Linked DNA regions of Sus scrofa: region 2 is linked to region 1. The links are chromatin contacts, called in public Hi-C maps. All regions are on one chromosome and are shown on one strand. Each heading gives the region's core, a stretch centred on a gene start, on an enhancer-like site or on the middle of the called end of the contact. The rest is flanking DNA. Distances are from core to core; before and after follow the strand shown.

Evidence for each region. A called contact is a pair of places that touch in the nucleus more often than the background predicts.
Region 2: a Hi-C map of adipose tissue shows a contact between it and region 1, with 4 times the contacts expected there. The contact joins two enhancer-like sites. A contact is called at or near these places in 10 of 47 Hi-C or Micro-C datasets (adipose tissue, embryonic fibroblasts, fetal liver and 5 more) and 1 of 2 datasets of contacts at active chromatin or transcription factors (skeletal muscle).

Annotation. Positions count from the first base shown.
Region 1 is chr7:29,206,809-29,210,603 of Sscrofa11.1, forward strand. All of the region lies in intron 61 of DST (dystonin), which reads left to right. Among named protein-coding and RNA genes, the nearest start is that of COL21A1, 210 kb to the right of the region's middle. Within about 2 kb of position 1,638, at least 46 of the 83 cell types and tissues checked have an H3K27ac peak or open chromatin away from gene starts, as enhancers often do. A contact at or near this core is called in adipose tissue, where this site is marked.
Region 2 is chr7:29,360,746-29,364,444 of Sscrofa11.1, forward strand. No RefSeq gene overlaps it. Among named protein-coding and RNA genes, the nearest start is that of COL21A1, 52 kb to the right of the region's middle. Within about 2 kb of position 2,141, at least 10 of the 83 cell types and tissues checked have an H3K27ac peak or open chromatin away from gene starts, as enhancers often do. A contact at or near this core is called in adipose tissue, where this site is marked.

The DNA.
Region 1 (3,795 bases), core at 388-2,887:
TCTTTGGAATCTGATTCTGGGTAACAAGATAAATATACAAGTTGCTGCCATAAACACCAATAGGGCATTAATAGTACACATTCCACCTCAAATCAGAATCTGTTGGGATCATCACTGGTAGTGTTAGTTGAAATCTGTTTAATAAAATAGGCCCACAGCAATTTAATCATGGCACATCCTTACAGGGCATTTTCCCAGGGCACTTCCTGCTTCCCAGCCGTACTGCACCCACCCTCTGCTCCGTCTTCTCCACTTGACGTTGTGCAGGAGAGGAGGCGCTGCCTCTCTCTACACCGGCGAGGGCTCACCGTGCCAGTGGGCAGGTAGTGAGCCCTGTGTGATGGACGGTTGAACTTATGAATGAATTATCTGTGCAGTTTTACAGGTGTACTCTTCACCTCAATGGTGAGGTTACTGGCATGGCATGACATGGCATAGAATAGAATGGAATAGAACTAGGGACCCAGAGTTAGAGCCTAAGGTGGGCTGAATGAGGGCTATTCTTCCCTGTGAAAGGTTCTGTGAGGGTCTCAGGATGTTTCAAGGAACACCCTCCTGCCCATTCCATGGAAATTTTATTATGCCCATAGCTATGAATAAGTAGCTTTCTTACCTGTCAAGATAGTGGAGGTTGGCAGGCAGGTCTTTAGTCTCTGCTAATTCCTGCCTAGTGCCTGACCATTCATACGTGATAACTGTAGGCACGTTTTTTCTTTGTCTTATAGTCTGCAGGTCAGAACAGCCTGTGTGCTCAGACACCACAGGATCCAGGGCTTGTTGAAGTACTTCTTGGCTATGAAAAGTGGGCATTGACGTGGTGAGAGCCACAGCATAATCGTATTGCTATGGATCTTTTCCCTTAGAGATGGCTATACATATTTTTTTCCAACTTAATCATGGCCACCTACTGAGGGGCATTCAATAATTTGTTGAGTGGGTATGTTACCCACAGAGTTGTGTCTGGAGATAGATTTTTTTTTTAAATTCCGTTCTTAGGTTTATAAAAATCATTTGGGAATAATCTCTCCCATGAACAGTACGAAAGTTCCTCCCCTCCTCTTGCCTGTAAAGTCATCAGAGAAAGTATACGGCGGTTTTTACTAGAACTGCGGTTTTTACTAGAACTGTCTTCACTTCGGGTCAGCAGTTTTACTTATGTCCAAATGATTATCTTGTGAGACTGAGGCAAGAAAATCTGCCTGCTGTCTTCTATTCTGGCATTGGTACTTATTTCGTAAAGAATGGATAGATTTGATCTTATTTTTAATAAAACTATGAATGCCCCTCCCTCCCCCAAAGGCTAAGATTTGGCTTGCCAGATTTATTTTCAGTCTTTTAATAGGCTGTTTGTTGAGTAGATAAAAATCTGTGGATGTGATTTTGTTTCCTTATACCCAGAGTTGCTTAACTGCTCTTGATCTTTGCCTGAGCCTGGCCATACCCACGGGGACTGCATGGTTATTAGTAATATTCACATGTGTGCGGCACCCTTAAGGATCGTGGACTCGCCTTGAACTTGGGCTTGGGGAAGAAGGACACTGCATTCCACTTGGAAGGGAGATGAAGGGAGACGCACTGTGCATCCAGATAGCAAACACTGAGAGTCCACGCCAGAGCGTGCTGGGGTGTGCTTTCCCCAGTGACCAGATCTAGCTCTGGTCCCCGTCCCTGGTTCCTAGTCCTATTCGTGGGTCGCTTCCGCCCCTGCTCGCTGGCCCCTCCCCGGCGGCCCTCCTCTCCCCTCCCCTCCCCGGTGAGCAGGTCTGCAAGCCGAGCCCAGCCCCAGCCGCCTGCTCCCCCTTCCAGGAGGGGTCTGGCTGGCGCTGATGTCACCGGCGGGCGGTGGCCTCGCCGGCGCGCAGCCTCGGGGCACCTCCCCCTGAAAGGCTCACGGGCCGGGGCCAGAGTCGGGGCCATGCCTGCAGAGCCCGGCCTGGGGAGTGCGTAGCAGCGGAGCGGGAGCCCCGGCCCTGTGGCAAGGGGCGCGCGGAGCAGATGCGCCCCGGGGAGCGCGCGGGCTCGGGGACGCCGGCCCGGCCAGAGGAGCCCCGGCCTCCTTGCTGCTGCCCGCGCCTTGGAAGAAGCCCCGAGTTCTTCTCGGCTGCAGTTGCCTCAGGTGGAACAAGTCGTCTTAAGGAGGATCAGATAAAACTCTCCGAAAATGGATTTTTTTTTTTTTTTTTTTTGAAAAAAGGGGAGTTCAGAGTCCACCATGCTTTCTGTTTACTTTAAACCGTTGCTGGATTGTGCTGGCCTGGCCGTCCAAAAGTCTATTTTCCCTCCCTTTGGATAGTTGGGAATAGCCTCGAAGAAGCTTAATATGGGAAGAAAAACTGCCTTTTGGATTGAGATTATTTATAGCTACTCCCAAAAAGAGTAAAAGGAAATTTTAACTTTCTTGCAGCGCTTGACTTAACTTATTTTTCTCCGAAGACTTGTTCTGTGCCTTCATCTGAACAGTACATGGTTGCCGCGGTTTGTCTTTTAAGTTTCTGAACCTTGGTTTATTTATAAAAGGGATGGAGTTTTGCAAGCCATCTTTAAGCGGGTTCCAGTTTGCCAGAGGGCCGCTGAAATGAACATTCAGCCCATCGAGATGCTCGCTCCTTTGGAAATTTTAATCTGGAACTCTCAGACGCAGAATTAGAATAACAAGGGAAATGGACTGACAAAAGAACGTTCTGAGTGTTTGAACCACCGTTAAGTGTGTATTTGTTTTCTTTTTTCTGTGTTCTGGAGTGTGTGAAAGGGAACTTGGGGGCGTGGGGCAGGAGAAGGACAGATCTCTGTCCTTGATGCACTTTATTTTTGAGAATCCTTCTCAAACAACCAGTGGAGGGGTGGTTGCATTTCCACTGGTGCCCTGCTGATGGCCTTAAATGCTTCGTCTCTTAAGACGTGTGTCATTCGGGGTGCACCTTTGGGCTGGAGACCCTTGATGGTCCCGTGGAGAAGCCGTGAGCTCTGCTGCAAGATGCGTGGCCTTACTGCCTCCTTTCTGGATCGAGAGCTGCAGCATTTGCCTTAACTGCCTTGGAAATGGGGAAGCCGCTGAGCAGACCAGACTGTTTACGTCAGAATCCCCCCTGTGTGGGGAAGGGTGGGGAGGAGGAGGACCTCAACATCGAGGACTGCTACGTCCCCCAGCGCTCCATCTACGACACCGTCAGGCTGAACGAGCAGATCGACTCTGGTTCCAAAGGGAGCCTGTCTTCCAGGCATTTCACCGACCGGACTTTACCCTACAGCCACCGGACGCTGGAGGTCAGTTCTCTGTGCTCCAATGGGGCCCTGGCTTCTTCCAGTGCGTTTGAGCTCAGAGGCCGCGAGGCTCACAAACTGGATGAAAAGATGATATTTGATGCCCTCAAACTCAATAGTGATATCATCCGAAGCACAGGAGTACCCAGGGCCCGCTGTCAGGCCGAAAAAAAAGAGCACAGACGGTCGTGGCGAATGTTTGTCCCAGCCAATTTTATGGATTATGCAAACAAAAGTGAAAGCTCTTTTGTTGAACCTACTGATCTGTCAGATGCTGTTCCCAAGGCCAGCAGGTGCAGATGGGGGACCAATTCTCTCACGTCGGAGGAGGGCGACGTGGGGTGCTGCAGACCCCCCGCGGAGAGGGAAGAAAACCAGGGCCTTTTAACCGGGGACCCGCCACCACGCATTAGAAGCTTGTCTTCTGCTCAGGATGCTCACGTAGCAGAGCAGTATGGACCCTTTTATTCTGTTAGTCCCGTCAACGAACAGAAAATCCCGCTGCTGTCAGGCAGAGGTGCCCACCTGGATGAA
Region 2 (3,699 bases), core at 891-3,390, 150 kb after region 1:
CACAGGGCTGTTAGAGTACTCAATTTGTCTGGGACTCAGAGACAAAAATGGAATCAAACACTTTCTTGAAACCGGTGTAGTCCCTCTTGGATGAGCCTGAGAATGTGCCCAGCCATCGCCAAAGCGGGCGACTGTGCCTGAGCAGGACAGAGCAGACAGCTTGAATTCCTGAATCTTTTTTCCTTTCCCCCTGGGCTCTTGAAAGAGAGAGATAACACCTAGCAAGCTGGGGAGACTAAGATCAGAGCTGCTTTTGCCGAGTTATCTTTACTCAGGGAAAAGCAAACGGCAGCTCCAAAGCCACCCAGGATAAAGCAAGCGGCACCCAGCTCTGGGTTCTGAGAGCCCGCAGTGCGGGGCGGGAAAGCAGTGGGGAGCAAAGCCCTCCCCCAGCCGCCCTGTGATTCCCTGGGTTTGCTGTGGATTTAGGGGAGGGGGTCTCCCCACAGGGTCTCAGCACGCCATCCCCTCTCCTGCTGGGCAAACGGGAACGTTGTTCATTTCTTAACCACCTCCAGGAGAAAACAGCGCGTGAAAATGGAATCTGGGCAAAGGCCCTGTGTGCTCGTAAAAGAAACTTAAAAGAAACTTCTCGTTTCCATGGAGATGGAGGCGTGACCGAGGCTGCTGATGCTGCCTGCCTCCTTTCTGAAAGGGCCCTACCTAGATTTTCTCATTTCCAGCACCTGACGCGGCCACAGCTGCTGGGCCCATGAGTACTGCCTGGGTGGCTCCCATTGCCAGTCAGGAAGGATTTGACCTTCCCGAGGGTCTGAGATACGAAAGGGCTCGTCATCGCCACCTCAAGGGAGGGGGGAGGGACACGCGCTGCGGCCCAGAGGTAGAGGTTTGCTTTTTCCATCCCCATGAAATCATAAGCCTCATGATGCTCAATAAAGCATTGGTCTAGGCCGCTGACTGCGGGAAAGCTCAGGGATCCCATCAGCCTGAGCAGATGTGCAGCTCCTAGTGAGCACCGGTCAGTCCATTTCACCGGTCCCTGCCCTGTCCAGTCATTATCTGCCCTTTGATCTAATTGCTGTTCTGAGTGTCACCTTTCACAGCAGAGCCTCTCGGATCCCGAAGTAGCTCTCATCCGGGGAAGTCATCATTGCCCCTGGGTGTCTGGAAATAGGGTGGGGGGAGCCCTATTTAGTAGACATGGTTCAAGGATGCTGCCCACCCTGAAAGGTGTAGACAGACCCACCCAGGAAGGACTGCCTCACCTGGATGCCCCAGGTGAGCACGGACTGAGAAATACTGCCTGATGTCTACCTCTCGGACCCACGTCAGCGCCTCCTCAGATCCTCTTACCTCCATCTGAAGCGAGTCTCCTGAAACACACAACCAACTGGTAGAGCCACAGGTGATCAGCCTCACAACTGCCCCCACAATGACCTGTGATGCGATAGAGGCCACCTCCAATCAAGCCCCAAACTTTGAACCTAAGCTTCTAACATTGGTCAGTGAGTGACACCTGCCAAAGGCCTTGGTTTTGGGATCAGTAAGATGAAGGTGAAAAAACCCACCTCACACAGCTTTGAGCATTAAAATAGATGAGGAGGATGAGGCGCAAGTGACCAGGTGACACCTATTGTGTCTGCACCACCTGGCGCCTCTCCTGCCCGGGACACTGACTCAGAACCAAGAGGCCTAAGCCTGGTCCCCAGAAGGTCAAGGGTCTTGCAAAGCATGTGTTCACGTATTCGTTTAGGGAAGGCAGGCTCAGCTTATAAAATCATGCCTATTTATTGTAGAAAATTTAGAAAACAGGGATAAGCAAAAATAAAAATGTTTAAGGCGCTTGGAATCCCACAGAGAGACTCATGACTAACATTTTAGTGAATTTCAATGATGTGTTCTTACCGATATCCAAGTTTAAAAAAAAAAAACTGAGATCACCACTTAGATGCTTTTTTCTTTTTCATTCGTGAGACTGTATCTTTCTCGTGTGGCTGTTGGCCTCTCTCACCCGCGTTTGGTCATCCGGTGAAGTCAGAAGGGCCTCTGCTCGGGCATGGGGTGGGGGCCGGGGCAGGGGGCCGGGTGGGAGGGTTTCCAGGGGAAACTGCTCATCCCGTTGACCTGGAGACCTGATTCATATCCGCCAGGCGACCAGGAAGGCGGCCAAAGGAAAAGGTGACTCCGCTTGAATGCAGTGCTCAGGCCCCTGGGGGAACCGCAGGGGCCCGGCTTCACTTCCTGGCTCTGCTTCACTAGAGCTGGGCTTGGGGGGGGTTTCAGAAAGAGACCCCCGAGCTCTCGGTGTCTAGGTTGTGGCAAAGGCCCCCCCACCAAAGGCATGATCCCCACCCCCACTCCCACAGATCAGAGACTGCTGTTAGATTTTTTATTTTTGTGCTTTAGCCTTTGGTTCTTAATTTACTTTTTTCTTGAAGTGTAGTCGACGTACAGTGTTGTGTTAGTTTCTGCTACACAGCCAAGTGGCTCAGTTACATGTACATATACATTCTTTTTTGTATCCGTCTCCACCAGGGTTCAGCTCAGGACAGTGAATATGGTTTTCTGTGCTATACATGGGACCTTGCTGTTCATCCTTTCTATTTTTTAATCTTTAAATTGTTTTTTTTTCTGTCATTTTAGGGCTGCACCCATGGCACATGGAGGTTCCCAGGCTAGGGGTCCAATCGGAGCTGTAGCCACCGGCCTACGCCAGAGCCACAGCAACGCAGGATCCGAGCCATGTCTGCAACCTACACCACAGCTCATGGCAATGCCGGATCCTTAACCCACTGAGCAAGGCCAGGGATGGAACCCTCAACCTCATGGTTCCTAGTCGGATTCGTTTACCACTGAGCCACGATGGGAACTCCTATCCTTTCTATTTTTTAATCTTTAATTTTTTTTTTTCTGTCATTTTAGGGCTGCACCCATGGCATATGGAGGTTCCCAGGCTAGGGGTGGAATCAGAGCTATAGCCGCCAGCCTACACCACAGCCACAGCAACACAGGATCCCAGCCACATCTACGACCTACACCACAGCTCATGGCAATGCCGGATTCTTAACCCACTGAGCAAGGCCAGGGCTAGAACCCACAACCTCATGGTTCCTAGTCAGATTCGTTTCTGCTGAGCCATGACAGCAACTCCCCTAATTTTTAAAAATTTTATTGAAGTATAAGTTGACTTACAATGTTGTATTAATTTTTGCTGTACAGCAAAGCGACTTCGTTATACATAGATATATATTCTTTTTCATATTCTTTTCCAATGTGATTTATTATAAGATACTGAATAGAGTTCCCCGTGCTATACAGTAGGACACTGTTGTTTACGCATTCTCGGTATCTAACGCTTTGCATCTGTTAACCCCAAACTCCCTGTCCATCCCTCCTCCACCCCCTCCTCCTTGGCAACCACTAGTCTGTTCTCCATGTCTATGAGTCTGTTTCTGTTTTGTAGACAGGTGCGTTTGTGTCAAAAATTTTAGATTCCACATATAAGTGGTATCATATGGTATTTGTCTTTTTCTGTTTTGGTCTTCATTTAAAATGACCCCACCAACCAGAGATGAACGCTGTCAGCACTGAAATGTCATTATTTATTTGAAACACCAGTGTCGTCATTCTGCTTGGCAGCTTCTTTTTCTCCCTGCAACAACCTCGCATGAACATATTCCCGAGTGTTGGATGGTGGACATTCTTTCAAAGGGACTCCTGGTCGTCCACTGAATGTAT